Regions from separate parts of the Mus musculus genome. Here region 1 is linked to region 2. The links are chromatin contacts, called in public Hi-C maps. All regions are on one chromosome and are shown on one strand. The core of a region is the stretch at or near the end of the contact, and the rest is flanking DNA. Distances in the headings are between cores, read along the strand shown.

Region 1 (3,285 bases), core at 144-2,643, 38 kb after region 2:
CCAGTCTCATCAGGAAAGACAAGCACCCCACTGGGAGACCTACCCTCTGTGCTCTGTCAACACGCAATGGGGAACATTCTTCCAGGCAGAGGCAATTGCCCTTTCCATACCATCCTGCACTTAACACCTGGGAACACCCCCAGCTCACACTAACCCGCTTGCTGTTCTTTTCAGTGAGGTGCCCACACTGCTCTGCTCTTTATATTAAAGTGGCACGCCAGTTTTTAAAATAAATTCAAAAACAAAAAAACAAAACAAAAAACCTAAGCATGGTACAGCCCATAGTAAAGTGTCCACGAACCATGAAATACAGCCTGGGGATTATTGGTGAGATTCTTATCCTTGAACATCAGGAACTCCGTAGACTGGTACTTTGTGTTGCCATTCTTTCTAAAACCAAAAGCACACCTAGCTGCTTCCTACGGAATGCGGGAGAGCCTACTGCTCCTAAAGGAAGCGACTGTGGAAGTGACTTAGAAGGGGAGAGGTAGTACGCGCGAAGAGGACAGGGCCAGGCCCGTTAAGGGGGGCGCGAGGCCTGGGAACCCAAGGCAGGCACCCAGTAGCGCCTCTCACCTGTGGATGTTCATCTCTCGCGGAGGGCGGTGGGCCTTGTCATAGGAGACCTTGGCGAAGACGCCCGCCACGATGACGAAGGCGATCACCCCGCAAGTGATGTAGACGGTGAAGTTGGTCTTGTCCTTCTCCGGGTCGTACTTGTTCTCGGGCCCCGGCGACACTACCTTGGTGCTGGGCGTCTGCACCCATACGGGGCTTTGGTAGTTGGTGCACTGGCGCTGGTCCAGCTTCTCGTGGCGCTTCTTGCAGCAGAAGCGATAGTAGCAGGTGCCGCAGCAGTACAGGTAGCCGCTCTCGCTGTTGTTGCACTCGAACTCCTTGTCGTACTGGCCGCTCACGTCGTAGTAGCCCCAGCACGTCTCGTAAGTAACAGTCGCGCTGGCCGCCGCCGCCGCCGCCGCTGCCGCTGCTGCGGACTGTCCCCGCCGGCTGCCCGCCTCCGGGACGCCGGACGCTCGGGCGGTGCTGTTTAGTTCGCGGCCGCCTCGGGCCAGGGCGCCCCCAGCACGCCGACCTCCGACGGCTCCCGCGTTCAGGGTCCGGTTCCCGGAGCGGCCGCGGGCGGCGTCTGCGCCGGGCGGCAGGTGCAGGGACGCGAGCGACAGCAGCAGCGACAGCAGCAGAGGCGGCAGCAGGAGGCGGCGCAGCGCCATGGCGGGGCCGGGCGGGAGGGCGCGGGCGGACGCGGGCTGCAGGCCGCTGCCCCGGCGGCTGGCCGGGCTCCGAGGGCGGCCGGGCGGGCTGGAAAGGCGAGACGGACCGGTCAGCGGCGGGGAGATGGCGCCATCGAGGCGCGGGCGGCGGCGGGAGCGCACGGAGCGGCGGGGCGCGGGCTGCGCGGGGCTCTCAGGCTGCGCGCCGGCTCCGCGCTCCCCCTGCGGGCTCCGCGCGCCTAGCGGGCAGCCCCATCCCCCGCCCGCGGCAGCGGCGGCTCCGCGCGACTCGGCTCAGGCCGGCCCCGAAGCGCGGCTCCCGGAGGCGGCGGCAGCGGCGGCGTGGTCCCGTCCGGGCAGGTCCTGCGGGACGAGACGGGGCAGCGGTCACGGGGTGCGGAGAGCGGCGAGCAGCCGGGCGGAGAAGGAGCGCTCAGCCCTCGAGGAGTGCGTCCCGACTGGGACAGTGGCCCGAGGACGCGTGGAGAACCCCTGGGGAAGCCACCGGGCCGCCGAGCCCGGGGACGGTGCTGCCGACTGAGGCTGGGGTCCGGCGGGCAGCCGGGGTGCGCGGCGGCTGCACCTCAGTCACTCACCATGCCGGGCTGCGACTGCAGCGGCGGCGGCGGCTAGGCGGGAGCGCAGCGACCGGAGCGAGTGAGCGGAGCCGGGAACCGCCTGCACTAGTGCCGGAGCGTGTGCGATAGGAGAGAGGGAGACACACGCACTCACACAGCCGCACACGCGGGAGCGCCGCGCGGGGAGGGCGGGGAGGGAGGCCAGCCGCTCGCCGCCGCCCACGTTTCCACGCCTGGGCGCCCGGTTGGGGGACGGCAGGACTTCTCTTTGCCTCTTCCTCTCCCTCCTCCCCACCCCCCGCCTCGAAGCTTCGCGTCACCAACGCCGGGACACCAGTTAAGCGACTAAGATGGCAAAGAGGGAGCTCACCCCCACTACCTTCACCCCGGAGCAAGGCCAGAGTGAGCCCTCTGGAGCCGGCCAGCGGCAGGGTTAAACCTACTCTGACATTGCCCTTCTAGCCCTCTGGTCAAGTATTTCTAACCCTCCCTCACTCCCCCGCTTTACTTCAGCCTGGTCTTTGCGCTACCAGAAAGCAAGTTGGGGTTTCTGCAAGCCTCTGCCTCTCCCTAGTGGTGATGTTCACAGCCAAGATAAGAGGTCAAGCCCATTGCTACAGGTTCCTACACTGAGGCCAGGGGTCAAGTGGCTGTTGGGCCACCTAGTGTGATGAACTTAGGCTCCTTTCTCCTCCATCGCTCGTGCAGGAGTGAGATAGCTCCAGCTCTGGGTGACACCTCGAATTCCCTCTTTCTCCAACTTTTTTTCTAGCATTGAGACGAGAGTTAAAAAATAAATAAAAAGAAATAAATAAATAAAACTACCTGGGTTTTAAAGATTTCTTTGGAAAGCCCTACATTCCTGTCGTTGCTGCTGGAGGAGACAGATTAGAGAGTCCCTTGTGACCAGAGTGAGACCAGGCTGGCTGAAAGGAGACCCACGAGTCTGGCTTTCTAAGCTATGTGGCCACCCCAAGGGGGAGTCAGAGTCTTAGTTTGCTGTGTGTTGTGTGGAGAAGGTGGGAGACCCGAGAAGAGGAGCAACAGCCAGCCCCAGACCGTAGTCCTGAGAACTTTGGTGGGAGACAGAGGCAGGCTGTTAGAATGATAGTAACAGAGAATTTCCCTGAAGTGGTCTACTCAGTCCTGCTCACGATGTGCCTCAAACAAACTCTCAGCATTCAGGGAGTCTGGTGTTAAATGGATGGACTGAATTGGAGCTGAAACCCAGAACCCACGGCACAGAGGGACATTTTTACCTGAGATGGGAAGAGGGGGACTTCTCTGGCCGACCGTTCTAGAAACTCTCCGTGTGCTGCTCATTCTCTATCCCCTCCTCCTTCCTCTTCTTCCTCGGCACTTCCTCCGATTTCCTCGGCTTCGTCTCTTAATGGCTCTGTTAACAATCGTTTTTAGTGCCAATCCTGCCAAGCACACTGGTAAGTGCTAAGATAAGGAATGACAGTCCCTTCTCT
Region 2 (3,376 bases), core at 14-2,513:
TCAGCAAGCTGAAGCCATCCAGCTCTGAGTGAACTACACTCAGAGGATGTTCAGGGTCAGAGGGTTCAAATGTTTTTTTAAGTTATGCTTTCTTGGTTAAATTTGTTTGGATAACCTAATAGCTGTGTGCCTGTGAAAGAAATTAAGGCAAAGGTAAAAATTCTTCTATTTAAATATCTCCAGGCTTAAGTGGATTCACTGGCCAATTCTACAAGCAACCTGCAATACAGAAAGGATGAAGAAACACTCCACACATAGCATGAGGTCAGCGTTACTCCAACAACATATAAAATGACTAGAAAACAGAATGGCACAAGGCTTAAGAACACAATTGTAAACAGCACTCAACATTTTACATTTAACAATATCCAACATAATAATAAATCCAATAAAGCGTTATGACTACGTAAAGTCTACCCCAGGAATCCAAGAACAGTCTAATATTTAAAATGAGTCAACATATTCACTCTGTTAAGTGACTGTAAGGGAAAGCTATGTGCCATCTCTGTGAATAGAGGAGGGGGGGTGGAAACTTTTACTGAACCCAACATCAATTACTGTCCAAAAACCCTACCCAAACTAGTAATAAAAGAAAACTTCCTCATCACGATAAAAACATCTCTGAAAAACACAGAATGAAGCAACAATCACAAAATGAAAGATGGTTCCCTGGTAAGACCAGAAATAAAGCGGTGACCACTTTGATCCAGCATTGTACAGGCAGCCCTTGCCAGTGAAATAAGGCAAGAAAAACCAATGAAAGGTTCCTGGATATGAAAGGACAAAGTCAATTAGCTTCGGTTACAGGCAACATGATTTCTCTGAACAGAATCCCAAGGACTCTATGAAGCAGCTAAAACACACACACACACACACACACACAGAGAGAGAGAGAGAGAGAGAGAGAGAGAGAGAGAGAGAGCACAACAGCTAGAAATGTGAATGGTCAATTGTTTGTAGAAGGTGAGTGTAAAAGTGAATTTTAAAACTATTCTCATTCTGATACTCTCTGAGCCCTGGCATTCAAGGCCTCAACAAGCCTGTTTCCAATTCTCTTCTCCATTATCTCTCTCTCCTTCCCACCCCCAATAAGCACAATGATTCTAAAAGGCAGATCTGCACACTCCTGTATGAAGCCTTATGTTTCTATCCTGGTGAGGTTTTCTCAATTCATTCCAGTCCTATCTTGCCCAATGTCTCCAAAGCTCTGTGACGCCTAAGCCTTATCTACCCTTCAAGGTCACTGTCAATACCCAACACCTCTCAGACTGCCAATTTGGACCATTCCAGACTCTTGGCCCAGTGCCTGCTATGCAGAAGGCCCTCCACAAGGCCTTGGAGAATAAATGAACTCACAGCATGCTTGCTGTTCAAATGGATTCACATGTTAGAACTCTGATCCGTGGGATGCGTGAATCTCATTTGTGCCCACCACCCACATCATGCACACTGGCTCAGGCAGGTTCTGCAACCTCGTCTTCCAGACAACTGAGTGTGTAATGATAGAAATCAGGGACCACGTCTACAGGCACAGTCACCTATAGCATCAGCACAAACATGGCTCAACTGGGACTGCAAATTCTTTCTGACCAAGATGCCCGTCATCTGTTCCATTTATTTGCACTACATATTTTTTCAGAATCCACAGAACAACCAATAAATATAATAGCTGATCTTGGATCCATGAATCTTAATCTACATGGAGTAAATTTTACTCTTAGCAAATCCAATACCCAGAAGCAACTGAGAATAAATTAAAAAGTGCTCTAACAAATCTTTTTGTGATAAAAGCAGAAGCAAAAATGCCATGGAGGCTTATATATTCTGAGGGTCCTGTGCAAGGTTGTACATGCAAAAGAAACTCTTCCTCCTGCATATAGAAGGCCCACCCAGTCTCTCGGGCCTAGCTACCCCTCCAGCCTCCCAAACTCACAGAGAGTTTCTCTCACAAGAAAAGCAAGGAAGCCAGGTATTTTCCCAGAGAGCCAGAGTCTTCTAAAGAGAGCAAATGAGAATGCAGGTCACTGCCCTTACCACAATCCCCTCCTCCTATCCTCTATACAGTTCTTGGTCACAGTGACCTTAGATCTGTGAATGGAAATAATAATAATAATAATAATAATAATAATAATAATAATAATAATAATAGCAGGGAGCTTGAAATCAGGGCCCAGCCAGGGGAGTGTAGGGAACCTTTCTAACAAGCTAAAAACACTGCCAAGACAAATGATTTGACCTTGACCTTGAAAAGAATCCAACCGTTGTACATTTTGCCCATGGCTGAGGTAATGCCATTACTGACTTCCTAGAAGCGTCACCCCAGGATGCTCCCCAGCTTCCTGGACCACAGTCATAGAGGGAGAACCTCCATCCATGTACAGTACATTGCCCATCTAGACTCTGGAATGATGAGACATAGGCATAGTCACTCAGTGTTTATGGGCAACACTCCACCAGTTTCCAGCAAGTCAATGCTAGAGTTCTCACACAGAGAGAAACCAGTCGAGCTGGACCTTCAAAAACCTCTCTGCCCAGTGTTAAAGGCCTCTCCTTTGATAGTCACAGGCCCTGTGACACTGCTGCCTTGGCATTCTCACAGGGAACCTTCCCACATGAATGTGCTCAAGGAACAGGGACAACATTCAAGCCAAGAATTCAAATGCATCTCTTAGGGGAGGGGTATCCACCAAGTAGCAAGGTCTGCTGGTTTGGGTTTCTTTCCATAGAAATTGGGAGGGTGCTTCATTGCCAAGAGCTGTGCCATACCTCTACAAACGGCCCCCTCCCCAAGCTATGGGCAGGTGGCATTTCCTGCCTACCTCAGCCACGAGCTTGGCCTTTCCACCTTGCCAGCCTCCACTAAAGCCCCATTTCCTTTTATCTAATTCTTAAGGGAAAGAAACGGCACGTTTATTAAAGCACTGGCTTATCTAGTTTATCCTGGATCTAAGCTGCTGTGATAAGTCCCTGAGCTACGTGCACACAGAGAGAAAGGCAAAGCTCGAGTCCTGATCAGAAGGAAGAGGTAAGGGCTGGAATGGGGTCTCAGCCTGCAGGTGTGGGTTCCACCCCAGGGAAGGCTCTTCCCCTCCCCTCTTTAGGGAGTGGGCTAGGGCTGAGGCAAATGCCCACATCCATATACCTTCTAGATCTGTGGTTCTAAACTTTCCTCATGCTGCAATTCTTTAATACAATTTCCTCGTGGTGTGATGATCCCCCAACCACTAGATTGTTTTCATTGTTACATCATAACTGTAATTTTGCTATTGTTGTGAATCATGATGTAAGTATCTGTGTTTCCAGTGGTCTTCGGTCATCCCTGTGAAAGAGTCGTTTGACTCCCCACTGAGGGGTCTTGACTCACAGGTTGAGAATA

Evidence for each region. Hi-C and Micro-C count contacts between places; a contact is called where the count stands out from the background.
Region 1: a Hi-C map of Sertoli cells shows a contact between it and region 2, with 2.6 times the contacts expected there. The contact joins the promoter of Shisa6 here to the enhancer-like site in region 2. A contact is called at or near these places in 1 of 39 promoter capture datasets (macrophages), 1 of 484 Hi-C or Micro-C datasets (Sertoli cells), 1 of 115 datasets of contacts at active chromatin or transcription factors (embryonic stem cells) and 1 of 9 other capture datasets (adipose tissue).

Annotation. Positions count from the first base shown.
Region 1 is chr11:66,524,733-66,528,017 of GRCm38.p6, forward strand. Shisa6 (shisa family member 6) reads right to left here and starts at 1,394. Exons shown (of 5, transcript NM_001034874.3): 1 at 577-1,394. The coding sequence starts at 1,232.
Region 2 is chr11:66,486,673-66,490,048 of GRCm38.p6, forward strand. The region is part of intron 2 of Shisa6 (shisa family member 6); the gene reads right to left. Among named protein-coding and RNA genes, the nearest start is that of Shisa6, 38 kb to the right of the region's middle. Within about 2 kb of position 1,264, at least 14 of the 459 cell types and tissues checked have an H3K27ac peak or open chromatin away from gene starts, as enhancers often do. A contact at or near this core is called in Sertoli cells, where this site is marked.